Linked DNA regions of Ovis aries: region 2 is linked to region 1. The links are chromatin contacts, called in public Hi-C maps. All regions are on one chromosome and are shown on one strand. Each heading gives the region's core, a stretch centred on a gene start, on an enhancer-like site or on the middle of the called end of the contact. The rest is flanking DNA. Distances are from core to core; before and after follow the strand shown. Region 1 overlaps TMPRSS9 (transmembrane serine protease 9). Region 2 holds the start of PEAK3 (PEAK family member 3).

Evidence for each region. Hi-C and Micro-C count contacts between places; a contact is called where the count stands out from the background.
Region 2: a Hi-C map of hypothalamus shows a contact between it and region 1, with 3 times the contacts expected there. The contact joins the promoter of PEAK3 here to the enhancer-like site in region 1. A contact is called at or near these places in 2 of 16 Hi-C or Micro-C datasets (hypothalamus and omental adipose tissue).

The regions. Positions count from the first base shown.
Region 1 is chr5:18,991,175-18,994,168 of ARS-UI_Ramb_v3.0, reverse strand. The region is part of intron 1 of TMPRSS9 (transmembrane serine protease 9); the gene reads left to right. Among named protein-coding and RNA genes, the nearest start is that of TMPRSS9, 24 kb to the left of the region's middle. Within about 2 kb of position 1,333, at least 15 of the 54 cell types and tissues checked have an H3K27ac peak or open chromatin away from gene starts, as enhancers often do. A contact at or near this core is called in hypothalamus, where this site is marked.
Region 2 is chr5:19,068,713-19,071,696 of ARS-UI_Ramb_v3.0, reverse strand. PEAK3 (PEAK family member 3) reads right to left here and starts at 1,340. Exons shown (of 4, transcript XM_042250222.1): 1 at 1,257-1,340; 2 at 787-872. The coding sequence starts at 868.

The DNA of each region.
Region 1 (2,994 bases), core at 84-2,583:
CACTCCAGTACTCTTGTCTGGAAAATCCCATGGACGGAGGAGCCTGGTAGGTCGGACATGACTGAGCGACTTCACTCTGACTTTTCACTTTCATGCATTGGAGAAGGAAATGGCAACCCACTCCAGTATTCTTGCCTGGAGAATCCCAGGGATGGGGGAACCTGGTGGGCTGCTGTCTACGGGGTCGCACAGAGTCGGACATGACTGAAGCGACTTAGCAGCAGTAGCAGATGCTGTTTTTATGACGTGACAGAGTTGTATTAATAGTAGACTGTGGGACTACAAAGCTGAAAATCATCCTCTGGCTCTCTGCATACGAAGTTTAGTGCCCCCTGTTCTAGAGACGTGCAGGATATTGAATCTGCAGGACTTGGTGATAGACATGGTCTGAAGAGACTAAAAACACTCATCCCTCACTGTCTGAGGGACACTGAAACCCAGAGATGCTCAAATCCCTTATATAAAATGACTTAGTGATTGCATATAGGGGCCTCCCAGGTAGCTCAGTGGAAAATAATCTACTTGCCAATGCAGGAGACACAAGAGACGCAGGTTTCATCCCTGGGTCAGGAAGATCCGCTGGAGGAGAGCATAGCAACCCACTCTAGTATTCTTGCTTGGAGAATCCCATGGACAGAAGAGCCTGATGGGCTACAGTCCATGAGGTCGCAAAGAGTTGGACAGGACTGAGGAGCCTGGTAGGAGGCTGTCTGTGGGGTCGCACAGAGTCAGACACGACTGAAGTGACTTAGCAGCAGCAGCAGCAGCAGCATAGCAGTGAAAGGTCCCAATCACTGGACCTTCAGGGAACTCCCCCAGCTAATGCTTTGTTTGCAGCTAAGTGAGACCCAGCAGAGGACCCCTAAAACGTGCCAGCTTCCTGACCTGCAGAAACCATGAGATAACGAACATGCATTGTTTTAAGCAGCTATGTGTGTGATAACTTGTTACGTGGCAGCAGCTGACTAGCACACCTCCTCTAAGAGGGCCCTGGCTTGCTCCCTCCTGCCACCGGGCTTTTACATATTTTGTTCTTACTGTATGGACATCTATTGCTTCCACCAGGCACTGGCTGGATTCCTGTTTATCCTTCAGAACTCATGTAACTCAACCCTCCATCAGGAAGCCTCCCCTGACCCCTGTCTAGATCAAAGCTTCCTTTTGACAGAGACCCAAAGCCCCATGGACGCAGCCATTATTGTAGCCACAATTTTAATTTACTTGGGTCTCTGTCACTAAGATTTATGCTCTGTGAGCTGAGAATCACATCTGTCTCATTAAGGGCTGGGTACCCAGCACAGAGCAGCCGGGCCTGGCCAGTCGTAAATATCAGATTGATGGAGACAGTGAATGGAGCTTCTATGTTCAATGCTAAATAGCAGCGGGGCCCCTTTGTGCCCTAATGATGGTGATGACAAGACAATTTGGAGAACACAGGAATCCTTAGAAAACCCAAGGGGTAGGGGGTGACAGGGCCAGCTGGGGTTGAATGAACGTAGTGTGTGTGTTTGTAGGAGGGGCTGTCAATGAGCTCATACACTACATTTGTGTTTCCAGCCCCAATCACAAAAGTGAATCTTGGTGTCTTTGTCCTTAAAACATTTCATCAAGTGATTCTTAGAGCTTCTCTGGCTCCTCAGACAGCAATTCAGCTCAAGTGTAAGAATAAAGGGGTGAGCATTGTGCGACCTTGCTCTCCACCCCTGTACTACTCCCCTTTCTTACCGACTCTGGATGGGTGGTGAGGTACAGAGTGGCTGTTCCCAGTTGGACGTGTTACCTTGATCGGATAGGACATTCTGGCTGGGCCCCGGGGTGGGGTTCCAGATTTAACAATAAACATACAGCACACCCAGATAAATTTGAATTTCAGGCAAACAACAAATACATTTTGGGGAGACTTCCCTGTCAATCCAGTGGCTAAGACTCTGTGCTCCCAATTCACGGGGCCTGGGTTCGATCCCTGGTCAGGGAACTAGATCCTGCATGCTGCAACTGAGATCCAACATAGCCAAATAAATGACTTGAATACAGAATTTTAAAACGCTTTTTCTTAACACAAGTATGTTCCAAATTTTGCACAAGACATGTTAGGGACTGTGTGTGTCAGGTTCTCTAGAGAAAGAGAACCAGCAGAATGAAGAGGAAGACAGAGAGGCCGGAATTAGCTCAGTCGTGGCAGCTGGCAAATGCAGAATCTGCAGGGCCGGCTGGAGACCCTGGGAAAAGTTGATGTTGCAGCTCAAGTACAAAGGCCACCTGGAGGCAGTATTCTCCCTTCTTTGGGGGGAAACCTTGATCTTTTCTCTTAAGGCCTTCAACTGATTGGATACAGCGCACCCACACTACAGAAGCTCATCTGCCTTACTCAACGTCAACTAGTTAAATGTTAATTATGTCTTCACAGCAATGTCAAGAACCACGTTTGGTCAAAACCCAGCATCATGGCCTAGCCCTATGGACACATAAAGTTAACTGTCACAGGATGTTTTTGTCATGCTTTTTGTTTGCTTGTTTGTTTTGGCTGAGCTGTGTGGCATGTGGGATCTTAGTTCGCTGACCAAGGATCAAACCTGTGCCCCTGTACTGGAAGCTTTGAGTCTTAACCACTGGACCACCAGGGAAGTCTATAGGCGCTAGTGGTCAAGAACCCGCCTGCCAATGCAGGAGACATAAGAGATGTGGGTTCATTCCCTGTGTCGGGAAGATCCACTGGAAGAGGGCATGGCAATCCACTCCAGTATTCTTGCCTAGAGAATCCGATGGACAGAGGAACCTGATGGGCTACAGTGCATGGGGTTGCAGAGTCGGATACAACTGAAACGACTTTGCATGCACACACTGTATTTTATCTGATGCGCAGACCTACCGTCCATCCATACGGGCCTACAGAGCAGCTCCATTCCCCCCAGAGCAGCACCCGGCCAAGTGCGCACCTTCATGGAGCCCTGTCAAGGGAAGTAGAATGGGATTGTCTCCCCACTTCCTTCTGGG
Region 2 (2,984 bases), core at 91-2,590, 78 kb before region 1:
CTCTCTAAAACGGAAAAAATGGGGACTTCTCTCGTGGTGCAGTGGTTAAGACTCCGTGTTGCCCCTGCAGGGGGCGCTGGTTCCATCCCTGAGCAGGGAGATAAGATCCCACATGCCACGGAAGTGGGGTGGGGTACCCCAAAAAACTTTTTTGACTGGAAAAAAATAGGGAGTTCCTAGGTGGTCCAGCAGTTAGGACTCAGCGCTCTCACTGCTGGGGCCGGGGTTCAATCCCTGGTCAGGGAACTGAGATCCCACAAAACCGCACTGCACCGCCAAAAAAAGAAGATACCAACGCTCAACTACCTTGTGCCCTACGAGTTAAGGATGCCATCTCCAATTTGCAAATAAGGAAACAATGCTTCAGAGGAGTGACAAGTCAGTGGCAGAGAAACATCCGGCCCCCACTTTCCTGTGTGGTTCTGGGCAGGTGACTGAGCCTCTCTGAGCTCGTTTCCTCATTTTTAGAAGCTGGCGATCCAGCTTTTTTTTAGAAAAAAAACCAAAGAGTTTTATTAAAATATTTAAAAAGCTGCTATAGGGGACTTCCCTGGTGGTCCAGTGGCTAAGACTCTGCTCCCAATGCAGGGGGCCCAGAACTAGCCAGGGAACTAGCTCCCACATGTCGCAAATACAACCCAGCACAACCAAATAAATAAGTATTTTTAAAAAGCTGCTATAATTGAGTTAAATGATTCAGTTAATGAAAGACCCAACCTTCCTGTTCTGGCTGCCTTACTGGCCACCTGTCCCACCGCCCACCCAGGACCCCTCCCAGGCTCTCACCAAGGTTGCTGTAGGTGTGCTGTGCTGAACAGGTGGGGGTGTTGGCCCCAGGCATCTTGGTGGGTGGCTCCAGGTTGCTCATGCTGCTGGGGGAAGATCAGAGTGGATGGCATGTGTGTGAGGGCCCTCCCTGCTGTGTGGCCCTTGGGAGGGTTGCTTGACCTCTCTGGGTGAATGTCGCCCATCAACCTTTCAGGGCTACAGGAAGGAACTTGTACTCTTGTGATAGAGACGAAATGTCCAGCTGGGAGGGCAAGGCATCTAGGGGGCAGGGGTAGCATCTGGGGGCCGGTGACAATACCCAAAGACCAGTACTTAGGCCTTGTCTGCAGAGCTCAGCCCCCTCAAGCGGTTACCAACAGCAGCCTGACCCCTAGCCCTGCCCCACCTAGATTCTAGGTCACCCCAGCCTTGAAAAGTGGCTTCTTCCTCCCAGCCCCAACCTCAGCCCCCCTCCAGGAGCGCCCTACCTTCAGGACTGGCTTGACCTCGGGGCAGGAGGCCCTTGAGGACCAACTCCCAATAGCTGCAGCTCCTGGCCTCCCGGACTGTCTGACCCGGTCCCTGCAGTGAACCGGAAACGCCAGGGCAACTGTTAGACCACAGGCCCAGACGGGAGGGGGCCTTTCTGCAGTACTTCCCCATGAAGGCTGATGGGCTCCAGGGCTGCAAGCTGATGGGAGGAGAAGGGAAGACGGGCCGAGGTCCCGAAAGTTACACAAGATGGGCGGCCGAGAGGATCGAGCCCTGAGAGGTTGGGGGGAATCGAGGCTTTTAAGACTCCCCCACCTTTGGGGAAGCAGGGAACCTCAGAAGTGAAGGTTCAAGGAGAAATTCAGCCAGGTGACCTTTCCTCTGTGGTTTTCACTTCCTCCGAAGCCACTTCCCCTTCTTCAGGATCATCTGAGAAGCCCCCAGAACGCATGCCCCCACTCCCCACCCATCCCAGGACCCTTGGCACGTAGTGCTCCATTTGAGCCCCAGTTCTGTGACTTGCTCTGTGACTTTGGGCCAGTTACCACTCCTTCCGTGTTCCAGCAAATACAGAAAAATGGCTCCTGTTTGCTGTCTCCAGCCACACTAGTTGGATTTGTTTTTTTAATTTAATCAACTCACTTCCCTTTCCCTCCACTACCTTAATGCATTGATTTAGAAAAAGAGATTTGATAATAGAATTACCATACATGGAAAATCAAGAAATGGTGAAAATCCAGGGAAAGCCAGACAGTGTGAAATTTTAGCTTAAGTACATGCTGTCTAAACTGTCTGGGGGCCTGAGGCTTACCTTACCTGCAAGGAGGCGTGAGTGGCCATCTCTCTGAAACCCAGCCTCTTCCCCTCTGTAGAGGAAGAACCAAGAAGTCACTGCAGTTGAGAAGATGCAAAGACATTTTTGTTTTGTAGTCTGAGCATCTTCCATGCTGAGTTTCTCCTGCCCCATCTCATTTCCCTTAGAGGGCTGGAGTCCACGAAAGGTCACACAGCAGGTCCAGGATGGGCTGAGAGGTCTACAGGCTGTTACTGGGTGCCCCCTGGGTGTGGGGAAGGAGAGAAATCCATCTCATGGAGTCCCCCACATTTTGGGCCGCTCTGACTTGCTGACCCTCAGCATTTCCAGTGTGAGGGTCCGTAACTTGATTCAACATTTTTTCTGTACTGGCACTCAGCTTCTGTAATTCACAGAATGGATATTCTCTGTCTTTAATCCATGGGGCAGCCTGTGATTTGGGTGGATTTCAGAATCATGCAGTGGGAGGACCGTGAGCTTGCGGAAGGGTCTGTGAATTATGCTGGACAAGGATTCCACAAATCCCAGACTGTTTCAGGCGGATCAGAAGGGACCAGGGGTACTGAGGAAATGGCCTCCTCACTGCCCAAACCCCTGCTGATTACCAATTCTTATTCTTCTCTTCATAAGACCCTGGGGCGGGGGGGAGGGGTAGTTACCCAGCCAGGCTATGGCTCCAATCCAGGATTAATTAGGGTGAGGCAAGCAAGACACTCACTTCAGGCACAGAATTTAAGGTGATGCCAACAAAACAAAACACCCCAGTAATCAAGATAAATAACATTTTTGCTGTTGCTGTTCGTTACTAAGTCGGGTCTGACTCTTTGCAACCCCATGGACTGCAGCACGCCAGGTTTCCCTGTCCTTCACTATCTCCCTGATGTTGCTCAGATTCATGTCCATTGAGTTG